Linked DNA regions of Mus musculus: region 2 is linked to region 1. Evidence: chromatin contacts called from public HiChIP or PLAC-seq data. All regions are on one chromosome and are shown on one strand. Each heading gives the region's core, a stretch centred on a gene start, on an enhancer-like site or on the middle of the called end of the contact. The rest is flanking DNA. Distances are from core to core; before and after follow the strand shown.

The links. HiChIP or PLAC-seq counts read pairs in DNA pulled down with a chosen protein or histone mark.
Region 2: a contact with region 1 is called in an H3K27ac HiChIP or PLAC-seq map of embryonic stem cells, with 7 read pairs. The contact joins the enhancer-like site here to the promoter of Slc25a20 in region 1. A contact is called at or near these places in 2 of 39 promoter capture datasets (liver and macrophages), 8 of 484 Hi-C or Micro-C datasets (the G1E-ER4 cell line, bone marrow-derived macrophages, embryonic fibroblasts and 3 more), 3 of 115 datasets of contacts at active chromatin or transcription factors (all in embryonic stem cells) and 3 of 9 other capture datasets (adipose tissue, liver and pancreatic islet).

The regions. Positions count from the first base shown.
Region 1 is chr9:108,660,323-108,664,524 of GRCm38.p6, reverse strand. It overlaps Slc25a20 (solute carrier family 25 (mitochondrial carnitine/acylcarnitine translocase), member 20), which reads right to left and starts at 2,389. Exons shown (of 9, transcript NM_020520.5): 1 at 2,193-2,389. The coding sequence starts at 2,297.
Region 2 is chr9:108,751,717-108,755,918 of GRCm38.p6, reverse strand. No RefSeq gene overlaps it. Among named protein-coding and RNA genes, the nearest start is that of Gm24259, 15 kb to the right of the region's middle. Within about 2 kb of position 2,423, at least 40 of the 459 cell types and tissues checked have an H3K27ac peak or open chromatin away from gene starts, as enhancers often do. A contact at or near this core is called in adipose tissue and embryonic stem cells, where this site is marked.

The DNA.
Region 1 (4,202 bases), core at 1,140-3,639:
TGCTGTTGGCAGATCTGGCAATCAGCAGCAGCTGTAGCCAAGTCAGCTTTGGTGAGTGGAAGCCCGTGTTGCTGAGCCCAAGCATAACCTCCATCTCTTGACACAAATAATTTCTTTCTTTCTTTCTTTCTTTCTTCCTTCCTTCCTTCCTTCCTTCCTTTCTTTCTTTCTTTCTTTCTTTCTTTCTTTCTTAAGATTTATTTATTTTATGTATATGAATACCAGAAGAGGGCATCAATTCCAGTACAGATGTTTGTGAGCCACCATGTGGTTGCTGGGAATTGAACTCAGGACCTCTGGAAGAGCAGTCAGTGCTCTTAACCGCTGAGCCATCTCTCCAGCTCCCAATCAGCCAGCTTTTCAATGCCTGCTCCAACACTACTGTCTGTAAAATGTTTTCCCCGCCCCAGTTCTAAAGTGTGGCAATTCTTACTGACCAGGACATAGGGGCCAAGGCTTAGTTTCTTTGAAACCTTGAAAGAACCTTCAAGTACCTGGGAGGCAGGAGGGCAGAAATTCAAGGTTAATTGCTTCATTTTGAGTTTTTGGCCAGCATTGGATACATGAGACTGTGTCTTCAAAGGGGAAAAAAAACACAAATAAAAACAAATACAAAAACAAACACCAAATCACAAAAGCATCAGCTTTTAGTTGGTAACCACCCAGCTTTCCGAGGTCAAAAGGACAGTGGTCAGCCATGGGTTTGGTTTATACTGCAAAGGAAAATCCTCTCTGTCAAGACTCCAGTGAGCACTTTCAGTCGTTTATAATCCTGTACAGAGGTCACTAGGCCCTTGCTGGGTGTAACATCAAGAGCAAGAGGAGACGAGAGAGGAGTACACTTATATAAGGAGTCAGGATATTGCTTTTTAAAAGTCTCAGGTGTGCAGGACAAGATTTCTGCCTCTGTAGAATAAGATTAGAAATAAAGGCCAAACAAACTCCCCCTTGCTAGACAGAGCTACTTGAACCTGCCACTGTCTTAGGAGCACTAAGAATAAGAAGCACAGCCTTTGCTACTGATAGGATCTGATTTCTCACAGATGAACACTACAGAGTCTCCTCGGGATGAGCTGTCTGTGGTGAGCCTCACTTTGAACAGAGGCCGTGAGATAGCCTGCTGTCAAGCCTGCCAAGGAAGAGCCCTTGGATACTGTTCTCTTTCAGAGGAAACTGGATCTGACATCCTATCAAGCCCCCAACCGAGGTTACCACCTTTATGAGATTCACATCTTCTCTGGCTTCCAGCCCCCAGCAACACGCCATCCACACACACAAAAGACTCATGTCTTCTTCTCACAGGCTCATCCTGGCTATGACCTGTCATTTCCTTTCAGGTCTATGTCCATAAAAAAAGAAGAAGAAGAAGAAGAAGAAAAAAGAAACCTATAAGCTACGAGCTTATATGAGCTCATCTATGAGCTAAGTCATCGAATATAGATTTTAGTCTCCACAAGACCTGGCTGAGAGTACAGCAAGAGGAAGAATAAAAGGCTGAGGAGAGAAAGGTCCCCTCGATTTCCACACCTGAGCCTGGCTGGTCATTGCTTGCTATGGGGGTGACTATGCAGCTTACCCTGCAGTGAATGACTGGCTGTAAATGGCCAGGTGCCTCTTCAGGCAAAGAAAAGTGCACAAGAGATAGGCTATGGGACACACCGGCTTTACGAGACTGTGTCAAAGGACATCTCTGCCACCTTTGTCCTTAATTTGTGGGGGAGGTCAAGTCTACAGATAACCTGTTCCAATCTTTATAACAATATCAGGGTTAACCGGGCACAGACAGCAGCTTTTTCTTTCTCATCTCCAAAGAAGTGCGCAGGGCTCAAAAAAAGACTGCCATCCGAAGACCTTGAAATAGGAGCTGTAGGGCTCTTAGGGCGCGAGGTACAGCCTCTGTCTATTTCGTATTGATTCTCGAGAGGAAAAAAAAATTGTTTTGAGGTGCCAGGGAGTTGAATGCAGAGCCTCTGGCCGGGTTAGGTAAAGCAGCGCTTCCTAGTAAACTACATACCAACCCTCTGTAAACTTCCCACGGAAGGAAGCATCCATCAGCCCGGCTCCACTTCTGTTCAGAAAGGCAGCACCTCGCGGCGGTCCCTACTTTCCACGTAACCCCCCCCCCCCCCCCCACACACACACACACCGCCCCGGGGCATTCCTCCACAAGCCCCCGTCCACACTCCGCGCACCTTGACCGTGTCCAGGGGGTGCCCCACAAACACCAGGCACATGCCGCCGAAGCCGCCAGCCAGGAGGTTCTTAAACGGACTGATGGGTTTCGGCTCGTCTGCCATGCTCAGTCTTCTGTCTGTCTGTCTGTCAGCTCCGGGCAGTCTTGGTCTTGCTCCGCTGCCCGAGCGGCTCCGCCGACCTTTCACCTACATTCAGGTGGGCGGGGCCGTGGGCAGGTCGGAAAGAGGGCCCAGTCGTACTAGCCTGGCTTCCGCCCTGAAGTCTACTTCCGGCTGCCCTCCTCCTTAGTGGGCGGGGCTCTTTCCCTAATGATGTATGGGAGGGGCTTGGGAATGATTGTCAGGGACTTACTCCTCCAGGAAGTCTTCTTGGACTTGAGTTTTTTTCTTTCTCTGGTCCTCTGTGGTCCTATGCATCTGTGCACTCCCCAGAGGTCGCATACACCCTTTTGCGTGACAGCCACTTTTTTTTTTTTAGGTGCTGAAGAGTGGAGGTACCCCATAGAGGTCCCTGTCTTTGATAAGCCTTGACTAAGTTAAAAATGGCATATGTCCTATGGTAAAAATGGCTCTATAGGAAAATAAATCCGGGAAGAAGTAAAGTGTGGGAGACAAATAATTTGTAACTAATTTGTTAAACAAGAGAAGCTCTCATTAGGAAGGCAAAGGATTAAGATCTAGGGCATGGAAATGAGTCCTGTCTAAAGATACCCGGTAAAGGATGAAGGACCTTTCTGGCAGAAGATAAAGAAAATTTGAAAACTCTGAGATGTCTGTGTTGTCAAATCTGAGAAACCACAGGCCACAGGGGTGGGAATGGGGTGCGGTGGGATGGTGGAGCAGCCAGTGAGGACAGGAGAAACGGAGACTACTCATCAGGAGGAACTGTGAGGACATCAGTCTCTTCTATGACAGGTTTTAGATGGAGACTAACAATCTCAGATCGGATTTTAAAACAAACAGACAAAAATCAGGATCGCTGTAACTGCTGGTGAAAACAGCCAGAGGAAATCCAGGGGGCTGGAGAAAGTTAAAGGTCATGAGTAGAAATGTTGGCTTGGACCAGCACATAGCAGAGTTGTTAACGAGGTGCGATCCAATGGTGAATATTTTCTAAAGGAAAACCCGAAGGACCTGTTAGTGAACGGAAATTCATTCTGCTCACTACTCATGCAGAAGCTGCAGAAGCTGGCTCAGCAGCTCAGAGAACTGGCTGCTCTTACAGAGTACCTGGGTTCTGTTCCCTGCACCCTCGTAGCAGCCCAGAACTGTCTGAAACTATACTTCCATGAGACCTAATGCCCTCTTTGGGCCTCTTTGGGCACCAAGCACACATACATTCATGGAGGCAAAGACTCAAGGACACAAAATAAAAATGAGTAAATATATATTTTTTTTTTAGAAAAAGTTTTGTGAGAGAGGCTTACGGGACAATGCTAATGTTTTTGGCCTTAGCAACTAGAGAGAAGACATCATCTTTAACTGAGATTGGGGAAGAGATGGGGTCAAGCAGATTAGAGGATGGTAAAGGACATTTTAGACATAATTAGTTTGAGATTTCTATTAATAGATCTATCTCCTGATCCAGGATTCTGTAAAGAGGCTCGGGCTAGTGGTTAAATTCAGTATTAACGAGTGAAATTAGATCACCAAGAGAGTGGGAACCCTCACAACCCCTGAAACCCTTCCCCTTCTAGTGTTTAGAGATCAAATAGATGAGGAAGGGCCTACAAAATAAGCAAAGAAGTAGGAGACCAAAGAATCTGCAATCACTATGAGCAAGGGCTTCAAAGGGGATGGGAGAGTCAGGAACACTAGAATCAGGAAGTGATGGCGGTTGATTGGTCCCAAAGACCTATGGGAAAATGGAGGACAAGGAAGTTGAAACAATACACAAAAAAACTGTCATATAGCCGGGCGTGGTGGTGCACGCCTTTAATCCCAGCACTCGGGAGGCAAAGGCAGGCGGATTTCTGAGTTCGAGGCCAGCCTGGTCTACAGAGTGAG
Region 2 (4,202 bases), core at 1,174-3,673, 91 kb before region 1:
GGGGGGGTGGGAGGAAGAAGAAAAGAAGAGCAGATGGAGGAGGATGAGTTAGAAGGGAGCAGCAGGCTCAGAAGGCCATGGTTGGACAATTGTGATTTCAAGGCCACCCCCAGGGTGACATGGCATCCCATTCAAAAAGATATGTAGATACAAACGATAGTTGTATAGACACTGATAGCCTGCACCACTCACCCTACCCAGTGACCTGAAGAATGACTAAAACTGGGGCTAGGAGCCAGAATGAAGGCCAAGAGTGAGAGAGCAGTGGGGTTAATGGGACCACTGTGGACTGCGGCTGCTGTTGACAGAGAGTAGGGGACAGAACCGAGGAGCACCTATGTCTAAGATGGCCCTGCAGCCTGGTGGCGATAAAACTCCAAGCCATCCCTGTTCTTGGGGAAGGAGAAGGGAGATCCCAGACCCCTGCGGCTTCTGTCTATTGCAGCTGCTCAAGAGGAGAGTGATCGGGATGGGGAAGGAAACCGGAGAGATGCGCATCGCTCAGCTGGCACACACACTGGTTGTCACTAAAAGTCTTTGGGGAGGCATGGATAGGGTGTGGAAAGAGTGAGAGGTGACAGGGGTAATGGCGTGGCACTCACAAGCAAGTCTCCAGGATGGTGTCAAGAAGGAGGCCGAGTCTTGGAGCAGGAGCTATAGGATCGTTAGCAGATACAGAGGATTCTGACACTGGCAGCACATGGCTTGGTTTCTGCCCCTGCAAACATGATAAGGTCATTAGCGGCATCATGGTAGGGGTACAAGATGTTACGCGTGGCCTTCAGGACCCTGGAGAAGGATGGCTAGCAGATACTGAAGGAGATCTTCAGAGTCTGGTGAGATCAAATCTGGTCTCTGGGCTGGTGTGTTAGGCTGCTGCTCTCTGCCCTTTTCTGGCTGTATCTGGGGACTTAAGAAGCACCCCTCTTTGCTAGTATCTGAGCCTGGAAGGAGGTAATATTGACTTGGGACCTGTCATTTATCAGAATCCCCTTCCCTTTATGCTCCTAAATTTGTGCCTTTCCTCCCAGTCCTCATGGTGTAAAGTCTGCCCTGGGTCTCTGGTACCTGGCATCAGACACACAACTCAAGGCTAGAGACACAGTGTCCTCACTGGGGCTGGAAGTGATATTCGTGTCTCCTCTGAGCCCATCCCTCTCCACAGCTACAGATCATGGGTCATTCAGGAAGGGAGCTGGCTGCTGTAAATCATCGCTAGGATATTCTCCCAGAACAAAACAGGAAAATTACCAAGAAAAGTGTTCCACAGGGCCAGGGTGGAGGCGGTTCCCAGCACATCTTAGACATGCACACTGTGTCCCCAATGTCCCCAATGTCCCCAGTGCTTCCAGGCAGCACACAGCCCTGAGGGGCCAGCTGAAAGATTCCCATTGTGCTGGATGGATGCCCAGTCTGTGAGCCCCAATTCCACCCACACTCTCAATGCGCCCCTGCCTTCACACTGTGTGCCAGGCCTTTGCGTTGTTGTTTTTTTAAATACATTTTTAAGGTTTTAAATTTTGTATAGGAATGGATGGGAGAGATATATGAGTTAATGACACACACACACACACACACACACACACACACAGAGGGATGGGGAGTGAAGGTCGGAGGACAATTTGCAGGAATAAATTCTTGCAGAGAACTAAATTCAGCTTGTTAGGTTTGACAACCTTTACCCATTGAGTTCTCTTGCTGACCCTGAGCCTGGCCTTCTATTTAGTAAAACTAGCTTGTTTGGTTAACTATTAGAAGGTCCACTCTGTATCAGGCAGTGGGGGCTGGTTTTGCTATGATCCAGAACATTCCAGTCTTGAGCAGAGCACAAGGAGCAAACAAACCAGCCCCTGGACCCTAACTAACCTTTACTAAAGTCACCAGCTGATAGGGCAAGGGTCTAGGCAAAGCTAGGGCAGGCCGGGTGTGGTGGCACACGCCTTTAATCCCAGCACTTGGGAGGCAGAGGCAGGCGGATTTCTGAGTTCGAGGCCAGCCTGGTCTACAAAGTGAGTTCCAGGACAGCCAGGGCTACAGAGAAACCCTGTCTCGAAAACCAAAACCAAAACCAAACCAAAACAAAACAAAACAAGCTAGGGCAGAACGGATAGCTACCCTCTGGTAAGTATGTGGTTTCCCAGAGGGGCAATCTGAGGCCCAGATCAGAATTCCCTTTTGTCCTTTGGGCAGCGTCCGCCAGGAGCTTGGGATGGTGACCTAAACGCCAAGGTCTGAGGGACACGTTTTCCCACTGTGCTCTGCTCGAGGCTGTGGTTGCCTGGGGAACTGTCTCTCATTTGGGATCTGAGCTGAGATTTGGAGGCTGATGGAGACTTGAGACTTGGATGAGATTGAGTTTCTCACTTGGGATTGGCTGCAGTTCTAGGATAGAAGGCCAAGAGCCCAAAGGGAGTCAGGGATAGCCTGCCCCCTGCTGACCGAAGTGGAAAACTGCAGAGCTGCAGCTCAAGGTCACACAAAATGGACACCCACAAGAAAACTTGATTCTTGGCCACCTGTCTGAACAGAAAGCAACTTCGGCCAAAAGCGCATCTCTGGCCAACCGTTGTCAAGTTTTGAAAGTACAACAACGTAAAAACAGAATTCTAGGCCTTTAGGCCCAGGCTTGGGAATGTGGCCTTTGTAAAGGTATGCTAATCATAAAAGAGATAGCGACCCACCCGCTTCCTGGGTTCAAAGAGTGCTCATTCAAAGAAAGTCACCCAGAACCTGCAATGCAAATGTGCTATTGTTAGGGGCTCTTAGAAGCTGTCTTGAGAGTTAACAATTACCAGGTATTCCTTGTGACTCTTGTAACTTTACACTTCCTTGTGACTCTTAACTGGTATCTTTGGTATCTTCCAACAACGCCCTCCCCACTTCCTTGAGTTTCGGTTTCTTCCTTTAAATACCCCCTTACCCAGCTACTCGGGGCGCCACGGTCCTCTACCCCTGCGTGGTGTATGACCATGGGCCCGAGAGCGCTCTTGAATAAAAATCCTCTTGCAATTTGCAGCAAGACCCGTTTCTTGTGGGTGATTTTGGGGTGTCGCCTCTCCTGAGTCAGAACGTGGGGGAGTCCTCACGTTGTGGGTCTTTCAGTTTCAAGTGATGTGAAACGAGGACGAGAATTCCTGAGGAGTCTGTGTCTCTTACCAATCCAGTCTTCTCTTTTGCTTCTTCTGAGAGGCATCACATGAAAGGAGGGAGAAGGAGGAGGCGCTGTGTGCCTAAGTGTTTAAACCACTTAAGAGGCAAAAGGCCTGCGATAGTGCCATGGCTTTAATCCCAGCACAGAGGCAGGCAGATCTTTGAGTTCAGGGCCAGCCTGCTCTACAGAGTAAGTTTTAGGACAACTAGGGCTACACACACACACACACACACACACACACACACACACACACACACACACAAGACCTTCTCAAAAAAACTCAAAACCTTAAAAAGGGTGGGGGGGGGGAGCTAGCTAGCTTCATAGCCTAAGACAGTAGACACCTTAAAGTGGAAGCCATGGCTGCCGTCCACAGGAGTCCAAAAATACAAGCAATGAACTCCATCAGCAATGGTAAAAGGCTCTAGGACCCCCTGGTGGACCACAGTACTATTACTGTTGAAACCCTTGGCTTAAAGTGTCAAGGACACTCACAATTGGCCATCAGGATCTGTCCAATAAAGCCACGAACAACATCACATCTAACATATGACATTTCAATTCAGAACTTGGCAATTGTCATCCAAATTCAGGATTAGATATCCTTTATGTTCCTAACACTCGGATCCACACTTTCAAAACCAGTAAGGAAGCTGTGTGCCATCTGCCATAATCTGTAACGAGGCAAACCTGTCTTTACAGATAACAGATACAGCAAAACTTTCCATTTACCTCTGGACGCAGGGAGCGAGCAGCTCATGCCTAGATCCCAGGAGGCTGAGGCAGGACTGTTACAAGTTTAGGCCCAGCAGGGGCTACAGCCTAAGGCCCCTTCTCGAAAATCAAGGGAACAAACAACAAAAACCCCACCAACTCCAAAGGACCAAAATTACACTTGTCATGATGCCTTGCGAAATAGCCCCTATTTCCTTCTGTGTTATAACAAGCATCTATCTATCATCTATCTATCTATCTATCTATCTATCTATCTATCTATCTATCTATCTATCTATTTATTTGAGTTTTTCAAGACAGGGTTTCTCTGTGTAGC